2 separate regions of the Gossypium hirsutum genome follow, and region 2 is linked to region 1. A link is a contact called in public Hi-C data. All regions are on one chromosome and are shown on one strand. The core of a region is the stretch at or near the end of the contact, and the rest is flanking DNA. Distances in the headings are between cores, read along the strand shown.

The links. Hi-C and Micro-C count contacts between places; a contact is called where the count stands out from the background.
Region 2: a contact with region 1 is called in a Hi-C map of leaf, with 5 times the contacts expected there. The contact joins the promoter of LOC107952715 here to the enhancer-like site in region 1. A contact is called at or near these places in 2 of 34 Hi-C or Micro-C datasets (both in leaf).

The regions. Positions count from the first base shown.
Region 1 is chrA07:36,479,170-36,483,041 of Gossypium_hirsutum_v2.1, forward strand. No RefSeq gene overlaps it. Among protein-coding and RNA genes, the nearest start is that of LOC107952764, 31 kb to the left of the region's middle. Within about 2 kb of position 1,947, at least 3 of the 9 cell types and tissues checked have an H3K27ac peak or open chromatin away from gene starts, as enhancers often do. A contact at or near this core is called in leaf, where this site is marked.
Region 2 is chrA07:37,096,315-37,100,186 of Gossypium_hirsutum_v2.1, forward strand. It overlaps LOC107952715, which reads left to right and starts at 2,193. Exons shown (of 2, transcript XM_016887875.2): 1 at 2,193-2,556; 2 at 2,860-3,366. The coding sequence starts at 2,459. The coding sequence ends at 3,142.

The DNA.
Region 1 (3,872 bases), core at 697-3,196:
CTTCTTGTTAAGTATTTTTCGTTGGGCAAGTAAGGACTTAGCAGGGAGCTCTCACCTTTCATGACATCTTTGAGTGTCTTGTGTAAGTAGCTGAGGTTACTAAGAGAGTCTCCTCTCGCACCTATTAATGAAAAAATAACTTGTATGATTAAAAGCAAAGGATGTTTGAATCAATAACGTTCGTTCCTAATTTGTTTGGAATCAAGTTTAGATCTACTAACTTTTGTCAAAAGCTTAGAACTTTAGTCTGGCAAACCGTGCGGCCTTAGGCGATATCTTTGTTTCAAATCTGCCTAAGTCAGCTTAACTCTTGAAAAAGTGAGAATTTTAAAAGAAATTCTCTAAGCCACCGAAACTTCACAAAAGCAAACATATAAGCGAAAAGAAAATGGCACAAGAAAGATTGCACACAATGTGTTTGAGTAAATGGTCTCAAAGTATTTAACAACTATTCAATGAGATGATTACAAGTGAGGGAAAAAGTCTCTATTTATAGTTGAGCCCTATTAGGTCCAATGATACAATTTAAATTGCATTAATGAGTTAGATTAAAGTCTATCTACAAGATAAGAGTCTTAAGGAATTTGAACGCTACAAAATTTTATCCTTAGGATTATAATATTTATCCTAGTAATTCTAAATTAGTCGAGTGTTTCACTAGGTCACCATGCTTCAAGTAAATGGTTTTTCCTCTATGCTCCACTAATCGAGTCAGTTCAAATAGATTAAATGAGTCTAATTTAATCAGTTATTCTCGTTGAGCGATTCTGTGTACTTTGGTCACAAACTTTGATCTGAATACATGACATTTTGAGGCTCTTTTCTTGCATAAGTTATTGGCTTTTATTAGGTTTTTGTTTTGTAAAAAATTTAAGCCTCGTAAGTTCGTTCTTACTAAATGAATGAAATATCTCTTTGCTAACGTAATATTGCTACAATTTCTAGTGAAATTAGTCATTAATTTTCCACTAGCAATAAGAAAACAAATACTTTGTCAATGGTATTATCTTTTAGAATATGTTAATATATGTTAATGTCAATATATGGATATTTGGAAGATTGCACATGTATGCTAGTATCAAAAAAACATGAATGCAGTAATAAATTAAAGCCGATAAACTTAGAAGTGGTAATTTGAATATATGATTAAAACATTTCATAAGTCTTTAATTTGTTGAATTTACTCTCTACTTTTATTTTTTAAAAAATTAATTTTTTTATTTTTAAATTTTAAAATTCAAGTTGAATTATAAATATTGTTAATTTTATTTTGTTAAATTTATTAATGTGATATTTTATAATAAAAAAATACTCACTTGATAATCATATAATGTTGTAGTAAACTAAAATTTAACAAAATATTTTTAACAGTGATATGAAAAATAAAGGGACTCAATTTCTAAAAAATAAAAATATAAGAACTAAATTTTAAATTTACGAAAAGTAAATGATCTTATGGCATATTTTAACTTAAAAATTATTATCATGGCGATAAGATTAAAAAATGCCATAAATGGATTTAAAAAGTTGTCATGTATGTTTTATTTATTAATTTTATGTAATTTAAGAATGTTTGACTGTGAGGATTTTTAAAAAAAAAATTCATAAAAAAGTTATGTACAAAACTAAATGAGTTTTGATTGAAACGTTAAAATTGAGTTTTTTTTTTCAAATATTGGTGTTTTATATTTGAGTATTTGTAAATTTATTTTGGATTTAAATTTTCTGTAAAATTTATATAAATATATAAAAAATAAAAACTTTGTTTCCTTTTGAATAAAATTATTTTTCAATTGAATTGATATCTGAAAAAAAAAATTTAAATTAATATAAATAGATGAATACATTAAAAAGTGTATCAAATTAAGTAAGGCGCATGATGGGCTGTTTATTATGAAGTATTGGGTTTAAGGCTCTATCCTCTCACGCAAATTTCTGGCTTCAACTACCCATTTATTTGTGGGCTTCATAGCTTCCCATATTGGAACAGATGGGCTACATCGTTCTCGCCTGGGCATCGTTTTTAAACCAAAACTTTGGAATTTTATTTAAACAATGTTTAAATGAGAAATAAAATCTAAATACAAACTTGTACTATGTATACCTATTGATCCACAAGTGTGTATTTACAGTTTCAGTAAATAACATAATTATTATTAAATTGTTACTTAGCCTATATCAAAGTCAATAGTTCACAAAAAAAATATTGAAAATTAAAGATTTCCAAAACTATGTTAATGACAATAAGTCACCTACTATTACATCTTCTCAATATAAAGTCTATAGTCAAAAAAGGGTTAGTAAAGGTAGAAGGGTAAGGTAATACTAAATCATTATGGTTGAATAAGACCTTGGTTTGACCACCCAATTCTGTCTCTCTTTTAATTTCTCCTTATAAAAAATGGATGATGGATTTAATTTTCATCAACATAGACTAGTATTTTGTAGAACCCTGTGCTCGTGATGTGCAGCAGCTTTGACTGCTATTTGCAATCTTTTACCACATGACATGAACACAAACGCATGTTGATAAAGACTTTAAATCAGTAAAAGCTGAGCTATATACATCACCTCAAATTAGATTTAGTTTCACCAGAAAGTTTGTGCGGTAGATACTTAACATCTCCTGATAAAAGATTGCCATTACAATTATATCTGTCTTAATCAACTTCTTACATCCAAGTTGGTAACAAAATAAAGAGGCAATTGGGGGTGTCTTTTTAATTCGTTTGAAGGGGCAAAAGAGCAAGTCGGTAGCCTAACTTTCACAGTTCAAAGTCCATTGCGTAATGAGTAGGCGTGATTTACCGGTGGCAGTGAACATTCAGACACAACCCCCTTCTTCATCTCTCGCTGTGGAAATTAATAAGAAAAACAAAATGGGAACTCATTGTTGTGCTGAGCTTTTCAAAGTTTCAAAGGAAGTAAGGAACCCCACTAAACCGACCATTTCGACCCACTACTGCTTTAGTGCATTGCAACCTTTTTTCACCATGAAATTTGTCATTTTGAAAAAGTGTGTATATTCTTATTTACAGCAACAGTTGTTTTTGAAAGAAAGAGAAAATTGGTATTGGCCTGCCATTGGTGGTCAAGCAACTTAGAAAATTGAACAACTTTGGAATTCTCAGACTTGTTACAAGGATTACTAGGCTGCTGGGCCCTTTGGTTAATGAACAAGAGGAAAATGACAAGATGAGCCACAAGAAAGTCAGCTGTCAATGGAATGATCTTCCTTGTATCATTGGTATAGTGAAGTCAAATTTCCAATCAATTTCAAGAGTAGAGTGGTATCTAGTTATCTTCAGCCGACGTATTGATAGGAGACATGGAGAAAAATTACGAAAAGCAAGCGGTAAAGGGACGGAAAGTTACAAAGATGACTCTCAAGAGTTGGCTATGAAATGTAACCTAACGTGCGGGAAAAGTTATATGCTATTTGCCTTTCTTTATCTCCATAATTTGTTATTGGAAGTGAAGGGTATATTTCTCGGAACACATTTGAATTGTTTTCAAATGATATTCAAAAAAGATCTCGAGGCCAAGCGTGTAGAGACACACATCAGCATAACTTACTATGCACGGCCACAGGTGCCTGCTGCATCGTGCCTTTGCTTGATCCAGGTTTAATGGATTTCATGGGACCATATGGGAATATGGAAGTGAATTCAAATGACAAAACAAAAGCAGCATTTTTTGGGTCAAATTTAGCATCTTTTCAAATGGGTTTTATTTTATTTTGATTTTATTTGCTGTTCTCCGTGAACAGGTTGGATGGATCACATGTGAGACAACCATTTGCTTTGGCAGTGTGTGAGGCCTTTGAGTGTGGCCATAAAATCATGGTTGTTTGTAGCGTGAACTAAACAAAA
Region 2 (3,872 bases), core at 943-3,442, 620 kb after region 1:
TTTTAGAGGAAAACTCATTCTCCGCTTCTAAATCACTTGAATCTAGTAAAGAACTTGCTTGGCTCTGTCTTTTGTGTAGGAATTTTAAAAACTCCAACCCACATTCTGTTGAGAGATCCACATTATTTATGTGAATCAGAGGTGAATTTACCTTAAACCGCGGATCTTCTTTGTCATCTTCGTCTAGACCTTCACCGTCTGAACTTTCATTTTCTGGTTTAGTTAGAATCGACTCTAGTTTAAAAAATAATGTAATTTTTGAACCATCTAACTCGAACTCTCGGATTAGATCATCATCAGATTCAATGTTCTTTTTAATCTTAAACCCCCCAGCATGTCTAAGATTGGATGTCCTCTCACTGGTAGAGGTTGTAACGAGTTCATCATCCCTTCTTGTATAGTTGTCGGAACAACCAAAATCACCTACGAATTGCCTATCGATGGAACTTGATGCCATACCTTTATAAGTTTTCTCGATGCAAAATATCGATTGACTAAAGTTGAAATCAAATCCACTAACTAAGTGTCATGCTAGGTCTAGTATTTTGGGTTACCGCCAAAGCCTAACTGCTAGATGTTCTGTTTATTACGATTGAAATCTAAGGCTGAAACCGATGAGTGTCTTCCCATTGATGATTCCAGGATATTATAATAGGAACTTTCTAACAAAGTCGTGAACCCAACACACAATTGTGTCATTAGACTTTCAGCTTGCTCTTCTATTCTAGCCTCTCGAATTGGAACATATGTCGACCTCTGACCGCCTTCATCTGTGTTTGCAAACTCCACATATAACTAGAGTATTGGTGATCTACTAGCAATATGCATTTGGACCATCGCCTCCATCCCCTTTGCACCTTTGATATTGAAATCCTTATATTTGATTGGGTCGACAGAAACACAGAATCGATATTTCAATAACGATACTCTCATTTAGGTGGATTTGATGATTTTTCATCTAATTCATGCACGGAGCTCTAGCAATTGTATGTTCGAGTTGAAAGCCAATCGCGTTGTGTTCTCCAATGAAAAAATAACCCTAATGTCGGTGTCACGAACTTCATTGTCGTAATAAACAAAAACATTAATTTGTTCACTCATTTCAACGAAATAACCTATTTCGTATGTTGGAAACAAAAACATTATGCAGAAAAATAGAGTTGTAATTATATATGAACAACAAAAATCGAACCTTACTTGATGTAATTACGTGTTTGCTCGAAATTATGCCTTACGAATGTCTTGCGAACTTCCTCTTCGTGCAATTCAGTATGCTTGAAATTGACTTATGACGCTGATGTTGAAAATGATCCATTTATACAGCAGGGGGTGAGTGGCAAAATGATTTAGAAAATATTATATCGGGATGTTTAATGGATGAGTGGGAACTTTGCAGCAGTTGAAATCGGGAGAGTGAAAACACTCCCTACAGGGCGCTTTTCAGTGTCATGGCAAAAAAATGCACTGAAAGCACGCCCAGCTGAAAGCGCTTTCAGTGCCATGTCAGCTACAATAGTTGAAATCAATTTCATATTATTTTTAAATATTTTAAAAAATAAAATTAAAAAATTATTTTTAATATAATATTTGATTTGGTTAAAAAAATCAAATTATTCATTAGAGATTCTTTTCAAAAAATGATTCAAGCTCATTCAAAAGAAAAGTCATATTTTAGAAAAAAAAAGGTTTTTTTTTATGTTGATTAATTAATCATTTTCCGTAAAACAAATATAAAAAGGATAAAAACATTTTTTTGTAAGTTTTTTATATGAATCAAACATTACCCAAGTTTACAACAGAAATCAATTATGTATTTGATACTTGGGCAATTATTTAATCTTACTTAAAAATAATCATGAATATTTTGTTTTAAAAATAAAGAAATGAAGTTTTGAGGTATATAGCGCGATGGCAAACATGTTTCTTAATTTAAATGGGAAGGAGAGGAGCGTGGGGTAGCGTAGGAGCTCATAAGTTGCCAATAGTAAATGGCAAAGGAACAAGAACCAGAAAAAGTTAAATTAATTAATTAATTAATATACAAAAGATGGAAAAAAAAAGGTAAAAAGAAATCCTCAAAGGACATAAATGTCATTTTCTTGCACATAAATTTTAAGGTTCACATCTTTCTCTCCCTCTCTCTCTTTCTCTAACTGAAAACGACTGCAAGCAACCTGTGGTCTACCTATGAAGATATATAAATTAATCAATTTCTTTTTGGTACATAAATGGTTAAAAAATTAATGTATGGGAATTCATACACCGACTCTGAATTCTGAAACCATCCTCTTTCTTTATATAGATATATAGTATGGCTCTCTTGTAGTTATCTTCATCACCCCACCTCCGGCCCCTTTCTCGCGCTCTTTTCTTTTTTCTTTCTTTTTCAAGCCATCTTCTTCTACCTCTTCTTATTCTCTTGTTTTTCAGCATATATAATTCAACTCCTCCTTCAGTAATGGTGGATCTTCAAACTGTCTGCTGCATGTGCGGCGACGTTGGTTTTCCTGACAAACTCTTCCGCTGTAACAAGTGCCACCACCGCTTTCAACACTCGTATGTATTATTCTCTCTTTCCATCATCTTCATCATCATCATCATCACTGGGCTTGAAAGCTACCCCTAACTGAATTATCTTACCAAGTAGATAACTGGATGCCCACCACATCTCCCCCAAGCACCACCAACCAACATGGTTTCGTAAAACCCCAACTCAACATCCTAAGCTATCATCATCTTATTATAGATAAACCATATTTCATGTTTTTTAATACCCAATTTTTTTATATAAAAAAACAAAGAAAAATCTTTTAAGTTTCTCTTATTTTATGGCTCGAAACGACTTGTTTATCCTTGCAGGTATTGCAGCAACTATTACAGCGAGTTGGCAGAGCCAATTGGACTGTGTGATTGGTGCCAAAGCGAAGAAAGAAACTCAAGGCATGGAAGCTCTTCAAAGAAATCATCAGGTGGAAACGGAAGTGGAATAATCGTAAACCGATCCGAGTATTCGGGTGACAAGATCAAGCAACACGATCGAGACGAGAGTAGTGGTGGTGATCACAAAGGAAAGAGCAGCGGCACTCCTTCTCCCAGGCCTACCACACGCAGGTACAAGCTTCTCAAGGATGTCATGTGTTGAGAAAAAAGAACCTCTCTTCCACCCCCAAAAGAAAGAGTAAAGAAAACCAACTTTTTTGGTGTGTTGATAGTAGCAAAATGTTTATAAGGTGTGTTTTCTTTTGAGGGTTATGGATGCATTTTGTTGACAGTATGGTTTTCAGTTTCACTTTTTCCCTGTAAATTGTTAATAAAATAATGTACAACTTTTTTTTATCAAATTGGATCGGTGGCACAAGTTTTTAAGCTTTTTTCTGTTCCTTCCCCCGTTTGTCCTAGTGTTAGATTTGGAAAATTAGAAACAGGTTGCCTGCATGAAAAATGTTGGATATCACCTAATTAAAAATGTCCCAGTAAGTCACTCTAATATAACAAATTACATGAGCCTTGTTTGGATAAGCATGGGGGAGTTTAGGGTGACTATTATTTATGTGAACGCTAGGGTTTGTTTGGTGACCACGAAAGGGTGAGTGGGGGAGTAGCACGTCCATTTCCTTTCACTTTGTTGAATCTCTTAAGGAGAATTCAATGCACTTAATTTGTTTTGTCTTTTAGACCAAAGAAAATTCATGGCACCTAAAGCTGCAAACTTTTATGGATTCATTCAAGGCCTTTAATTGCGAGGCCCTCCCATGATTAGTTTTTAGAAGAAAAAGACAAGATGAGAATTGCCTGCAAAATGGGTCATTTTATATATTATAAAAATGTCAAACACGACCTTCCGTGAAGAAAATAAAAAAGCATGGTAAATG